2 separate regions of the Pan troglodytes genome follow, and region 1 is linked to region 2. Evidence: chromatin contacts called from public HiChIP or PLAC-seq data. All regions are on one chromosome and are shown on one strand. Each heading gives the region's core, a stretch centred on a gene start, on an enhancer-like site or on the middle of the called end of the contact. The rest is flanking DNA. Distances are from core to core; before and after follow the strand shown. Region 1 holds the start of PNP (purine nucleoside phosphorylase). Region 2 holds the start of CCNB1IP1 (cyclin B1 interacting protein 1).

Region 1 (5,989 bases), core at 1,651-4,150, 140 kb after region 2:
AGTGCAGTGGTGCAGTCATAGTCTGTGGCGGCCTTGAACTCCTGGGCACAAGCAATCCTGCCACCTCAGTCTCCCAAGTAGCTGGGATGACAGGTGCATGCCACCATGCCTAGCTAATATTTTAATTTTTTGTAGAGACAGGGTTTCACTATGTTGCCCAGGCTGGTCATTGGTCTCTAACTCCTGGGCTCAAGTGATCCTCTTGCTTTGGTGTCCAAATGCTGGGATTACAGGTGAGCACCACCCTGCCTGGCCTCTCTTCTTCTTATGAGAACAACAGTCTTATTGGATTGTGTCCCCACCATTATGACCTCATTTAAACTTAATTACCTTTTTAAGGGACTTATCTCCAAATATAGTCACAATGAGGGTTAGAGCGTCAACATAAGAATTTGGGGGAACACACTTCAGTGTGTTATATAATAGAATATAAAGACACTGTGAAGATTTCAAAGCATTTTTTTCTTTAGATTTCCAACAAAGTGATAACTAGTACAGTGTGTACATGGCCAGAGGATGGGGTGGAAAACATCTGCTTGGCTTCTATGACCCAAAGTGTCCCAATCTGATTTCTTTTTTTTCACATATTCCACATGCCCTATTTCTTTTTTCCTCTTTCCTGAAGTGGTAATTTACCACCTGTGTGAAAACAACACAATCCCTTACTGCATTTCAAAGGCACAGAAAGTTTCTGGTAATGTGCAGAGTGAGTTAACTAAGACGAGGGGTAGTTTGCCGGGGGTTGGGTGGGATTGGGTAGGGTGTGACCTGGTTTTAAAGAATTAATTTACGTTAATTACATTGGGACTTTGCTCCCTTGTAATTTGCTCCTTGCTCTTCCTGGGCCTCAGTTCTTTGCTCTTTCCTTTAGGGAATTCCTGGCTTCCCTTTCTAGGAGCCAAGGTCTTTGGAATAGAGGATGGTAGGCCAGTCCTTTATCTCTGCTCTGTTCTTCCTGCCACTGAGTGAGGCACAGATGGAAGTCTCACTCTTAGAAAAGAGAAATACAAGTGATCCCTATAACAGAAAGAGAAGGGCTGGATGTGCTGGTTCATGCCCATAATCCCAGTACTTTGGGAGGCTGAGGTGGGAGGATCACTTGAGCCCAGGAGTTTGAGACCAGCCTGGGCAACATGAAGATACCCCATCTCTAAAAAAATAAAAATAAAAAATAGGCGAATGCGGTGGTGCGTGCCTGTAGTCCTAGCTACTTGGGAGGCAGAGGAAAGAGGATCGCTTGAGCCTAGGAGATTGAGGCTGCAGTGAGCTGAGGTTGAGCCACTACACTCCAGCCTGGGTGGCAGAGCGAGACCCTATCTAAAAACAAACAAACAAAAAACAACAACAACAAAAAAAAAACAGGGAAAAACCCTAAAATGTTTTAATTTCAGTAATTGGAGAAAATGGAAGACCAAAGATTATGGTGATAAGGGGAGTAGATATTTTATTTTATTTTTTGAGATAGGGTCTCACTCTGTCACTCAGACTGGAGTGCAGTGGCGCCATCACAGCTCACTGCAGCCTTGACTTCCTGGGCTCGGGTGATTCTCCTGCCTCAGCCTCCCTAGTAGCTGGGACCACAGATGCCACCACACCTGGCTAATTTTTGTATTTTTTGTAGAGATGGGACTTCACCATGTTGCTCAGGCTGGTCTCAAACTCCTGGGCTCAAGTAATCCTCCTGTCTTGGCCTCCCAAAGTGCTGGGATTACAGGTCTGAGGCACTGTGCCTGGCCAGGGATAGATATTTTTAAAACCGCATATTTAGCTTGTGATCTAGAGAGAATAAAAGATCTCAGCTGAGAGGGCAGGAATAAAATACGTTCCACAAGGCAATACTGAGTGACTTAGAACCTATTCCTGCCACTTTTTTTTAGTTTCCTTGATCTTGCGGGTGGAGGGTAAGTGTGTTACTAAGTATGTTCCTGGACAAGGAGTCCCTCTGAAGATAGAAGTGATGAGAAGATAGAAGAAAAGGTAATAAGGCATTAATGAACTCTAATCACCCTAAGATTGATGATTGTCTGGTTCCTGTCTATAGGAATGCTACAGGAACTCTTTTACCCTAAAAGTAAATAATAAAGCACAGTTCCAGTTTCTTTTATGTGGATACAAGGTAGCAGTGACTATAAAAGATAAGAGCAGTGCTGTGCTCTAGCATAAAAACGTAATTATGCTATGCAATATGGTAGCCACTAACCACATGTGGCTATCGAGAAGTTACAGTGTAATTAGTATGATTAGGTAACTGAATTATTTTTATTATATTTCATCTTAATTAATTTTATTACTTTTAAATAGCCACACATGGCTAGTGCCTTCTGTTTTGAACAGTGTGGGATTCATTGGTATTGATAGGCTGGATATACCTCTAGTTTTTATTTTGATTCAATTTATGGTTAGGAGAGTCTAGAAAGAACAAAAGAGAAAGAGACAATGGAGATTAATCATAATAGCCAGCATTTAATGTGTGCTTATTATATAGCCAGGCATTTACCTAAACATGTAAAAGGTATTCTGTATAATCCTTGCAAAAATAGTACGATTATTGCTATTTTACAGATGAAAAAATTGAAGCATAATAAGAATTTTACTTGCCTAGAATCACACAACGAGTAAATAAGGGGTGAAGATGGCATTCATACACAGGTAGTTTTATTAGAGCCCATTCATTTACACTACATAGATTCAGGAATGAGGTGGCATGGGGCCATGGTTCCCAAACTCTGTGCCAAAGTACAAGCTCACAAGGGTATTGTGGAATATTTTTAATTTTCAAAGGAAACACAGCAATATTTTATATTTCTTAAACACTGTGTGACCTATTAACCTGAGGTGATTCACAGTTGGAACATTAGATTGTGCTACATTCCTTTTGATGACAATATATCTGGCCGGGTGTGGTAGCTCGTGCCTATACTCTCAGCACTTTGAGAGGCCGAGGCGGGCAGATCAGTTGAAGTCAGGAGTTCAAGGCCAGCTTGGCCAATATGGCAAAACCCTGTCTCTACTAAAAATACAAAAATTAGCCAGGCATGGTGGCAGGCACCTGTAATCCCAGCTACTCGGGAGGCTGAGGCAAAAGAATGGCTCAAACCGAGGCGGCAGAGATTGCAGTGAGGCAAGATCGTGCCACTGTACTCCAGCCTGGGTTACAGAGTGAAACCTTGTCTCAAAAAATATATATATATATAAAGACAACATATCTTTACAAAAGATGGTTTTAGAAGGTCCCTCTGATAAAAATTAAGTATTAAGTAAAAAAAAAAAAGTACTGTGTAAAAATCAGCATGGAACAGAAAATGAGGGTGGCAGCATTGGATTCCTGCATGTGAGAAGTTGAGTAGCGCCAAACAGATGTACATATCCCGTAAGTAACTGTTTGTGGTTATTTAAGAACAAAAATTTTTTTTCAATTTGTGTGCATTGTTATTTTCAAAGTGCTAGTAAGTTCTCAGGAAACAGCTACTCACTCTGTTGCCCAGGCTGGAGTGCAATGGTGTGATCTCAGCTCACTGCAACCTCCACTTCCCGGGTTCAAGCCATTCTCCCTGCCTCAGCCTCCCAAGTAGCTGGGATTACAGGCGCCTGCCACCACGCCCAGCTAATTTTTTGTATTTTTAATACAGATGGGGTTTTGCCTTGTTGGCCAGGCTGGTCTCCGACACCTGACCTCAGGTGATCCACCCACCTCGGCCTCCCAAAGTGCTGGGATTACCGGCGTGAGCCACCGCGCCTGGCCTTTATATATAAATTTTTTTTAATTTTTTAAATTAAAAATTAAATGTAAATTTAATGTAAAAATGTAAATTTAATGTAAAAATTAAATTTTAAATGTGGGCAGAAGAAATAGTTGTATTCTACCAAAGACACGCTATTTATGTTATATTCTGGTACCCGTGTATTCCGATAACAGAATTTTCTTCGTGGGAGGAGTCCTCTAGTTACCTGAATTGCTTGGATCAATATTGCGCAGATCAAGGGATTATCTGTGTCCCTACCCACCAAATCCATCCTTATCCTTTCTCCTTTCTGTCGGCATCTAGGACCCCGGAATTCTTGCCTGAGAACTTTTTATTCTCCCTGTCTGGGCCTGGATGTGCTCTCCTAAACCCTGTATCCTCCAAGTTAGCACTGTTGCCGGGGGCGACCCAGCTTCCCTTGTCCAGGGAGCAACTCGGACACAGGCTCGCTTCATTTTTATTCTGGGGTTGTACAATCTAAGGTATGAAATTTTTCCTTTTTGAATCTCTCACGGTTTGCTATTGACACAGCAACAACATAATGTTGCAAGGAGAGGGCTGGGGGCTCTCCTCCCTACTTCTAGCCCTATTTCCGCATAGGCCTTCTTGCTGGGAACTCCTGCCCTGCGGACTGGAATGGGTACGGAGATGAAATGCTGGGTGCGCTCCGGCTCCCCCCGCCCGCCCCGGGGGAGAAGGTTTAGGGCTGGGAAGAACTCTGATTAGGTTTACAGCCCAGGTTCAGCCGATTGAATTAGGGTGTGTCACCATGGAGACAGGGCCGGCCCGCGTGCTCGCTTGCCATTGGCTGGGGACTCCAGGGCAAGGGATATAAGCCAGAGCTAGAACAGTGAGCCAACTGTGCGAACCAGACCCGGCAGTCTTGCTCAGTTCAGCATAGCGGAGCGGATCCGAGCGGATCGGAGCGGATAGGAGCACACCGGAGCAGGCTCATCGAGAGGGCGTCTGCGAGACCATGGAGAACGGGTGAGGAGGGCACCAGGCCCGCAGGACCCTTGGGGAGGGGCAGGTGCTGTGAGACCCGGGAACCTGGCACACTGGGCCCAGAGGGAGCTGGGGGAGGGAGCGAGCGCCCGGGGGATGCAGAGAGGCCTGGCACTGAGCCTAGTGTCGGGAGCAAGGCGGCAGAGTCATGCGGCAGCCAGCGCGGGCAGGGACGCACGCGGGAATCGAGCTGGGGTGGCGCCACCGGAGCAGGAAGGGGACAGGTTGGTGCGGTCTAAGCTACTCCGTAAAAGCAGCCGTTGTGTGTCTCCGTGTGTGTGTTAGGGGAACAAGTGGAGAGTGAGTATATGTATATATCCCTCACTCCATACCAGGAGGAGGTCTCCTCACCCCCTGCGCTCTTCATAAATTCCCATGCTAGGGTCTGGGTAAAGCTGCGAGGTACTTTTGGTGCTCAAATTCGGAGTTCCTCCTTTAGAGGCAAGATTACTCACCTCCTTTGCCAGTTGCACTCCTCCCTTCCTTCCAGACTGGAAGTATGATTAACTCGGTGGGAACTGACTGCTAAGTGGAGACGGAAATCAGTCACCGAAATGAGCAACAGTCCTCTGCTCACTTCCCCCACCCCACGCCTTTGAAAACTCTTCTCTCGGCTTGGGTCCTGGATATCCCAGTCCAAGTGACCTGCATTAGGCATCACAGTTGTTTTTGGATGCCCAGGGAGCCAGGGTGTTCTTGCGGGGACTGATAGCCAATGAGGAAGTGCTATGAGATGTAGCTAGACATGCCATGTGGCGGCAGCTTCACACATTCATTTCCTTTGCGCCTTTTGGGGATGCCATTTGATTAACATTTTACCAACTTAATTGCTTCTCTCCATTGTCCTGTGGCTCCGCTGACCAGCCCCCAACCTACCTGATCCAACTGCTTCCCTGAGGGTAGCCTGGTGTATTGTGCAATCATGTCTGGTTTCCCGGTCTCTGCTTTCGAAGTAAAAAATGTACTGTGAAAGCTTGGTTAGTTATGTTCAGCTCTGTCACACCTCATTGCCACCTCTGAAAGCAACGTTTGGTCTTCCCAGATGGATGTGAGAGAACTGGACTTGGAACTGGGAGAAAAGTAACACGGGTTGATTCTTGCTAGTGTAGGGGTTCTGGGTAAGTGCCCTGAGGTTTCTGAAGAGCAAAGATCCTCGGTGGAGAGAAAGGAAACTGGGAGGAGGCAGGGAGGGGGAAGGACAGGAAGAAGACCACAGGCAGGTGGAAAGCAGGAGAAAGGTT
Region 2 (6,572 bases), core at 2,192-4,691:
AAAAAAAAAAAAAAAACATGTCCTTTGCAGCAACTGGAGCTGCTGGATGCTGCTGGGGGCCATTATCCTAAACGAATTTACGCAAAAACAGAAAACCAAGTATTGCATGTTCTCACTTATAAGTGGGAGCTAAATCTTGCGTTGGGAGCTAAATCTTGTGTAGGGAGCTAAATACTGGGTTCACAGGAACAAAAAGTTGGGAACAATAGACACTAGGTACTCCAAAAGGAGGAAAAGAGAGAGAGGGGCAAGAGCTGAAAAACTTCCTATTGGGTACAATGTTTACTACCTAGATGGCAGGATCAATAGAAGCCCAAACCTCAGCATCATGCAATATACCCTGAAACAAACCTGCACATGTACCCCATGAATCTACAATAAAAACAAATTTAACAACAAAAAGTCACACTTCTCACAATAACCCAGAAGCCAGAAAGGTCACTCATATAGTACTCATAAGGGCCCTTCCAACTCCAAGATATTGTGTCCTTTTTTTTTTTTCACTCTTGTTGCCCAGACTGGAGTGCAATGGCGCGATCTCGGCTCACCACAACCTCCACCTCCCGGGTTCAAGCGATTCTCCTGCCTCAGCCTCCCGAGTAGCTGGGATTACAGGCATGCACCAACACGCCCGGCTAATTTTGTATTTTTAGTAGAGACGGGGTTTCTCCATGTTGATCAGGTTGGTCTGGAACTCCCGACCTCAGGTGATCCACCCTTCTCGGCCTCCCAAAGTGTTGGGGTTACAGGCGTGAGCCACCGCGCCCGGCCATATTGTCTTTCAAGCAAAAAAGACACAGGTTTGCTTCCCCCTTCCCCTCATTTCCTACTTAACAATGAAGACTCCAATGTATTATGAAGTCTTATTAACAAAAGCATGCTTCCATTGGAAAGAATGCAATGTTTTCCCAACTCACAAAACTTCCACCTAAAAAACCGGAACTAAGCCTCTTAAGACTAAAACAGCTTTGGAGAAATTCCCAAACGCTTCCTTTTTTATTTTGCATGTTTATATCCTAAAATACATTTCAGCTTTTCCTAACTTAATACTAAAATACTCCCTCAACACCATGAGTTCAGGGGCATATCCAGCACACATTTTCTAAGTAAACACTGAAAGCATGCCCTTTCTGCCCCTGTGAATACAAAAATGACTTGGTTGTTCTGGGCCACTGCTGTCACTCCTTCCCAGCATTAAACACATGCTCATAACAAGATAAACCATCCCCACTCAAACCAAAGTGGGCAAAGATATATTCACATAAAAGCCATCAAGATGATTTTCCTTTCGGTAGAAAATCCTTTATTGCTCAATCAAGTTTAGAGTATTGATTGGTTTCTAATCACCATCGTGTACAAAATAAATATAAATAGGAAGCACTGCAAAATATCTAGAGTCCTTTTAAACAAGAATATACCAAAACCCAATTGAAATGCCTTTATGCCAACTGACTTATTTACAAGGTTATTCATTTGAGGGGGAAATATCAAGATCATAAACTATCTGAATACCTACTGATAAAAGCTAAATAAATTATAGTAGGTACATAAATTAGAATACTGAGTTACCATTATACCCCGAAAACCTACTGAAAAAATATATTTTTTAAAAAAAATAATTTTTAAAGAATACTATGTTACCATTATGAAGAATGTGAACACTCTACTCATGGAACTTAAGTGGAAAAAGTAAGACACATAGTAGAGTAGGTATAGTAAAAGGGAAGGATACCTACACATATTTGCTTATATGCATAAAATATCTTAGTAACACTGTTATGAGGGAGAGGAATTGGATGGCTTAGGGAAGGGGATAAGAAACTTTGATATCTTTTGAATTTTGAACCATGTGAATGTATTACCTATTCAAAAATATATATATATATGATGTGTATACATATATATATATATATATATATATATATATATATTTTTTTTTTTTTTTTGAGACAGAGTTTCGCTCTTGTTGCCCAGGCTGGAGTGCAATGGCGCGATCTCGGCTCACCGCAACCTCCACCTCCCGGGTTCAAGCGATTCTCCTGCCTCAGCCTCCCGAGTAGCTGGGATTACAGGCATGCGCCGCCATGCCCCAAAAAATAAATTTTAACAATGCTTGAGAATTATAAAAATTATGGGAGGCCTACAAATACCTATTACTACATTCGATTAACTGGTTTATTATTTGTCTTTCTCACACTTTCTGCCTATAAGAATATCCAACACAAACATCACATAAAAATTAACATGTACCAAAAGAAAGGAATTCAGTGAAATGACATTGAAGGTCACTAAGCAAAACTTTTTATGAGAAAACAGATATCCAAAATACTTGCTGTAAATAAATAAGTACTGCTTACTTCTAAAGGTACCTAACATTTATTACACACCAACTAGAGCCTAGTTTTTATATATTTTATCTGATCTTGGAAAGCTAAGCCTCGGAATGGCTCACTGCTTCTCCCAAGGTCACCAGAGCTGTAAACTGTGGCGCTGGAATTTAAATCTAGAGGCTTGCCCTGAACTAAGGTCCCTAATCTTTTTCCATAGCTTTTAAGGACACAATCACCACAGTGGCAACATTAAAAATTAGGAGCTCCTTTTAAGGCTTATCTGTCTTCAGAGTTTGCTGCCCAGGTTCACCAAGAAAGCCGAAATGATCTGAGCAAAGGCCAGGGGAAAGGCAAGGTACGCTGCAGCTTCCACAAACCCAGTAAGGACCTGGGCCCTCTAGACACTCACCGGAGAATTAAACTCTACTGAGCTGAACGCCTTCTCCCGAAATCTGACCTCACCCAGGGAGATATAAATCAAAACAGCATTAGGATAATATCTTTCCCGCCAAGCAAAATGCACGCACTGTACACATGAAGCACAGTCTATTGTTCCTGGGTCACCAGGACTCGGAGATGGAAGGCAAAGCCAGTACTGCAGAGGCCCACGTGGAAACAAGCCAGGAAGAGCATTTCACTGCCTTCTCCCAACCTCCACGCAGCCGAAATTAATCTCCTTGCGACTCAAACACACTCCAATGCCGACTTGAAATAAAGGCCTGCCACCTGGGTGTATAACTCAAATGGAAGAGAAATTCAAAACAATGAGAGAGCAAAATTAAGCGCACACTCACCAGCCCACCAAAACGGAGAGGGAAAGAAAGTGGAGAGACAGGAAGTCGCCTTGGGAAGTGTCTTCAGAACCTGATTGGCTAATGAGTTCAAGAGGATTCCCTCCTCCTTTACCTTAAAAGGTGCTGAAATGACGTAACCCACTCCACCCCTCTTTATGGACCAGTGATGCTTCTTGCACTATTTTTGGAGTGAACTTCTTCAACCAAGTTTCCTTTTGAGTTAATGTACTTAGGCAAAAACAGGCTAATTTAAGCTATTTATACACGTTGTTGTTTGCGTGGGCCTACTGCATTCTATTCCAAAGAATTTTCATCCCTTAAGGGTAATTTCTTATCCTTTGTGACCTCAACATGCTTAACTTATGCTAGGCAACAGATTCCATTATAAACGGTCTAGATCGATTCAAGTTAAAATTTACCTTCATTTTTTCCCCCCAGATCCAAAGCTGGCCTGATAAAATTTACCTTCAGGTAATCTTTGAACTAACAGGCTTAGTAGATAAAAGGTAGGTGGGTTAAGTGTTTTAGGCTTCAAATAAAATTTAGCTGATTTTGAATCTGAACCTTGCCACTTATTTGCACACATCTAAGCCTCAGTTCCAACTATAAAAAGAGGGAAAAAAGATGAAATCTTCCTACTCTGATGGTTATGAGGATTAAGTAAAATAATTTATATAATGTACTCAGTACAATGCCCGGTACACAGTACTCAATAATGTTAGCTGTTATTATTGTTATTACATATTTCTTGTTAGATTTACCTTCCCAAGTAGACTATAAACAACTGGAGATCAAAGTGTACGTTTTACACATCTCCAGACAAAAACAATGACTTTCAATGCTGAGGACATAATTGATTAATCAATTATTTTGACTCCTCACATCGCCCTCCAGTTAAAGTATAGGTTCTTACTCTGTTAAATTTTTTTTTTTTTTTTTTTGAAACAGGGTCTCACTTCGTGTCCCAGGCTGGAGTGCAGTGGTGAAATCTCGATTCACTGTAGCCTTGACCTCCCAGGTTCAAGCGATCTCCTGCCTCAGTAAGTAGCTGGGACTACAGGCGAGCACCATCACACCCAGCTAATTTTTGTATTTTTTTGTAGAGATGGGGTTTCGCCATGTTGCCCAAGCTGAAAGATTTCTTTTTAAGCCATAATTAGAGGACTCCCCGGCACAATATTCATCATTGTTCTTAATAAATACTATTATAATAATAGGGAATATATATACAAATATGTGTTATATGTACAAATATACATGTAATGTGCAAATGTTTGAAGTATAAAGATTCAAGTTATATGGAGAAATGATACAACTGTAACTCATAGTAGTTCTCATTTTTTAATCATTTCATCCTATCCACCCTTCTTCCACCTTACTAGAAATTACCTATTCTAATCCACTTTAGAGTTTACCTGCCCCAAATTTCCCAACATTTAGCATCAAATGCTAATTTGTTGTTTCATAATTGATTTATTGTAAGTTCGAGTCAAAACATTTCTTGAATGTTTACTATAAATATTCAAGAAATGTAATATTCATTACCTTGTTTAATCTTCACCTTAACCCAAGAATGTAAGCACTTTCATTATAACTATTTCACCAAAAAAAAAAAAAAAAAGGAAACAGAGTTATAGAGATTAAGGAATTTGTCTATTTAGCAAGTGGTAAAGTCAGAATTCAGATCCCAGTTGCTATGGTTTGACTGTCCCCTTCAAAATTCATGTTGTCACTCTAGTTTCTTTTCATATCGCATAAATCTTTCGCCTTTTACAAAATTAATGTTGAAACTTAATCCCTAAAGTGGCTGAAACTTAATCCTCATTAGAAGTGGGGCCTTCAAGAGGTGACTGGATCATGAGGGCTCTGCCCTCATGAATAAATTAATCCATTCATGGATTAATAGGTTATCATGGGAGGGGAACTAGTGGCTTTAAAGAAAAGGAAAAGAGACTTAAGGATAGCATGTTAGCAGCCTCAGCATCCTGGCCATGTGATTTCCTGCCACGCCTTGGAACATCACAGCGAGTCCCCTCCAGCAAGAAGGAGTTCAGATACAACCCAGAGGCAGTCCCTTAACCTTGGACTTCACAGCATGCATAACTGCAAAAAATAAATTTCTTTTTTAAAATAAATTACCCCACAGCCTAGCCAACATGGCGAAACCTCGTCTCTACTAAAAATACAAAAATTAGCTGAGCATGGTGGTATGGGCTTGTAGTCCCAGCTACTCAGGAAGCTGAGGTGGGAGGATCGATCACTTGAACCCGGGAGGCAGAGGTTGCAGTGAACCAAGATTGTGCCACTGCAGTCCAGCCTGAGTGACAGAGTGAGGCCCTTCTCAAAAACTAACTAACTAAATAAATAACCCAGGCTTGGTGTGATGGCTTAGACCTGTAATCCCAGCACTTTGGGAGGCCGAAGCAGGTGGATCTCTTGAAGCCAGGAGTTCGAGACCAGCCTGGCCAACATGTCGAAACCCCATCTCTACTAAAAATACAAAAAATTAGCCAGGCATGTTGGTGCACACCTGTAATCCCAGCTACTTGGGAGGCCGAGGCAGGAGAATCGCTTGAACTAATGAGGTGTAGGTTTGGAGTACCGCTATACTCCAGCCTGGGAGACAGAGCAAGACTTTGTATCCAAAAAATAAATTAATTAAAAAACAAACTAATAAATAAGTGACCCAGTTTCAGGTATTCTGTTATAAGCAACAGAAAACAAACTGAGACAGCAGCCATCCAACTTGACAGCCCAAACTCAACCACCACATTGCACTGCTTCCTATTGTGTGATTTCAGAAAACCTTAGAAAGTACAATATTCTTTTCAAATTCCCATTAAATATCTAACATTTCTTTATGATATTCTGTATTCCAGGCTTTAATACTTATAATAATCCATGATGAAATTCTCTTCAGCTGGTAACATCAAAATTTTGTGCTCTGTAAAATAACTTTGAAATTGTTTAAAAGTCTATAGATTCCTGGGGCCAGGTGTGGTAGGTCACATCTGTAGTCCCAATACTTGGTAGGTGGAGGCAGAAGGAGCGCTTGAGCCCAAGAGTTTGAGGGCAGCCTGGGCAGCATGGTAAAACAACTGTCTCTACAAACAATAAAAATAAAAAATTGCCAAGAGTGGTGATGCCTCTATAGTCCCAGCTACTAAGGTAGGCTGAGACGGGAAGAGAGCATGAGCCCAGAAGGTAGAGGTTGTAGTGAGCTGTGTTTACACCACTGCACTCTAGCCTGGGCAACAGAGTGAGACCCTGTTTCAAAAAAAAGTAGATTCCTGGGACACACGTCATTCAGAGATTCTAATTCAGTGGGTGGGACTCAGGAATATGTATTTTAATAAGCACCCTCAGGTACTTCCGGTAGATTTGAGGCTCACCCTTTGGAGAACACCAACTGAATGACTATCGTTTAAGGATGTTATCACTGAAAGGG

Evidence for each region. HiChIP or PLAC-seq counts read pairs in DNA pulled down with a chosen protein or histone mark.
Region 1: an H3K4me3 HiChIP or PLAC-seq map of stem cell-derived excitatory neurons shows a contact between it and region 2, with 4 times the contacts expected there. The contact joins the promoter of PNP here to the promoter of CCNB1IP1 in region 2.

What each region holds. Positions count from the first base shown.
Region 1 is chr15:18,905,532-18,911,520 of NHGRI_mPanTro3-v2.0_pri, forward strand. PNP (purine nucleoside phosphorylase) reads left to right here and starts at 2,901. Exons shown (of 7, transcript XM_009427405.3): 1 at 2,901-3,370; 2 at 4,047-4,730. The coding sequence starts at 4,720.
Region 2 is chr15:18,768,437-18,775,008 of NHGRI_mPanTro3-v2.0_pri, forward strand. It overlaps CCNB1IP1 (cyclin B1 interacting protein 1), which reads right to left and starts at 3,442. Exons shown (of 8, transcript XM_063792776.1): 1 at 3,237-3,442.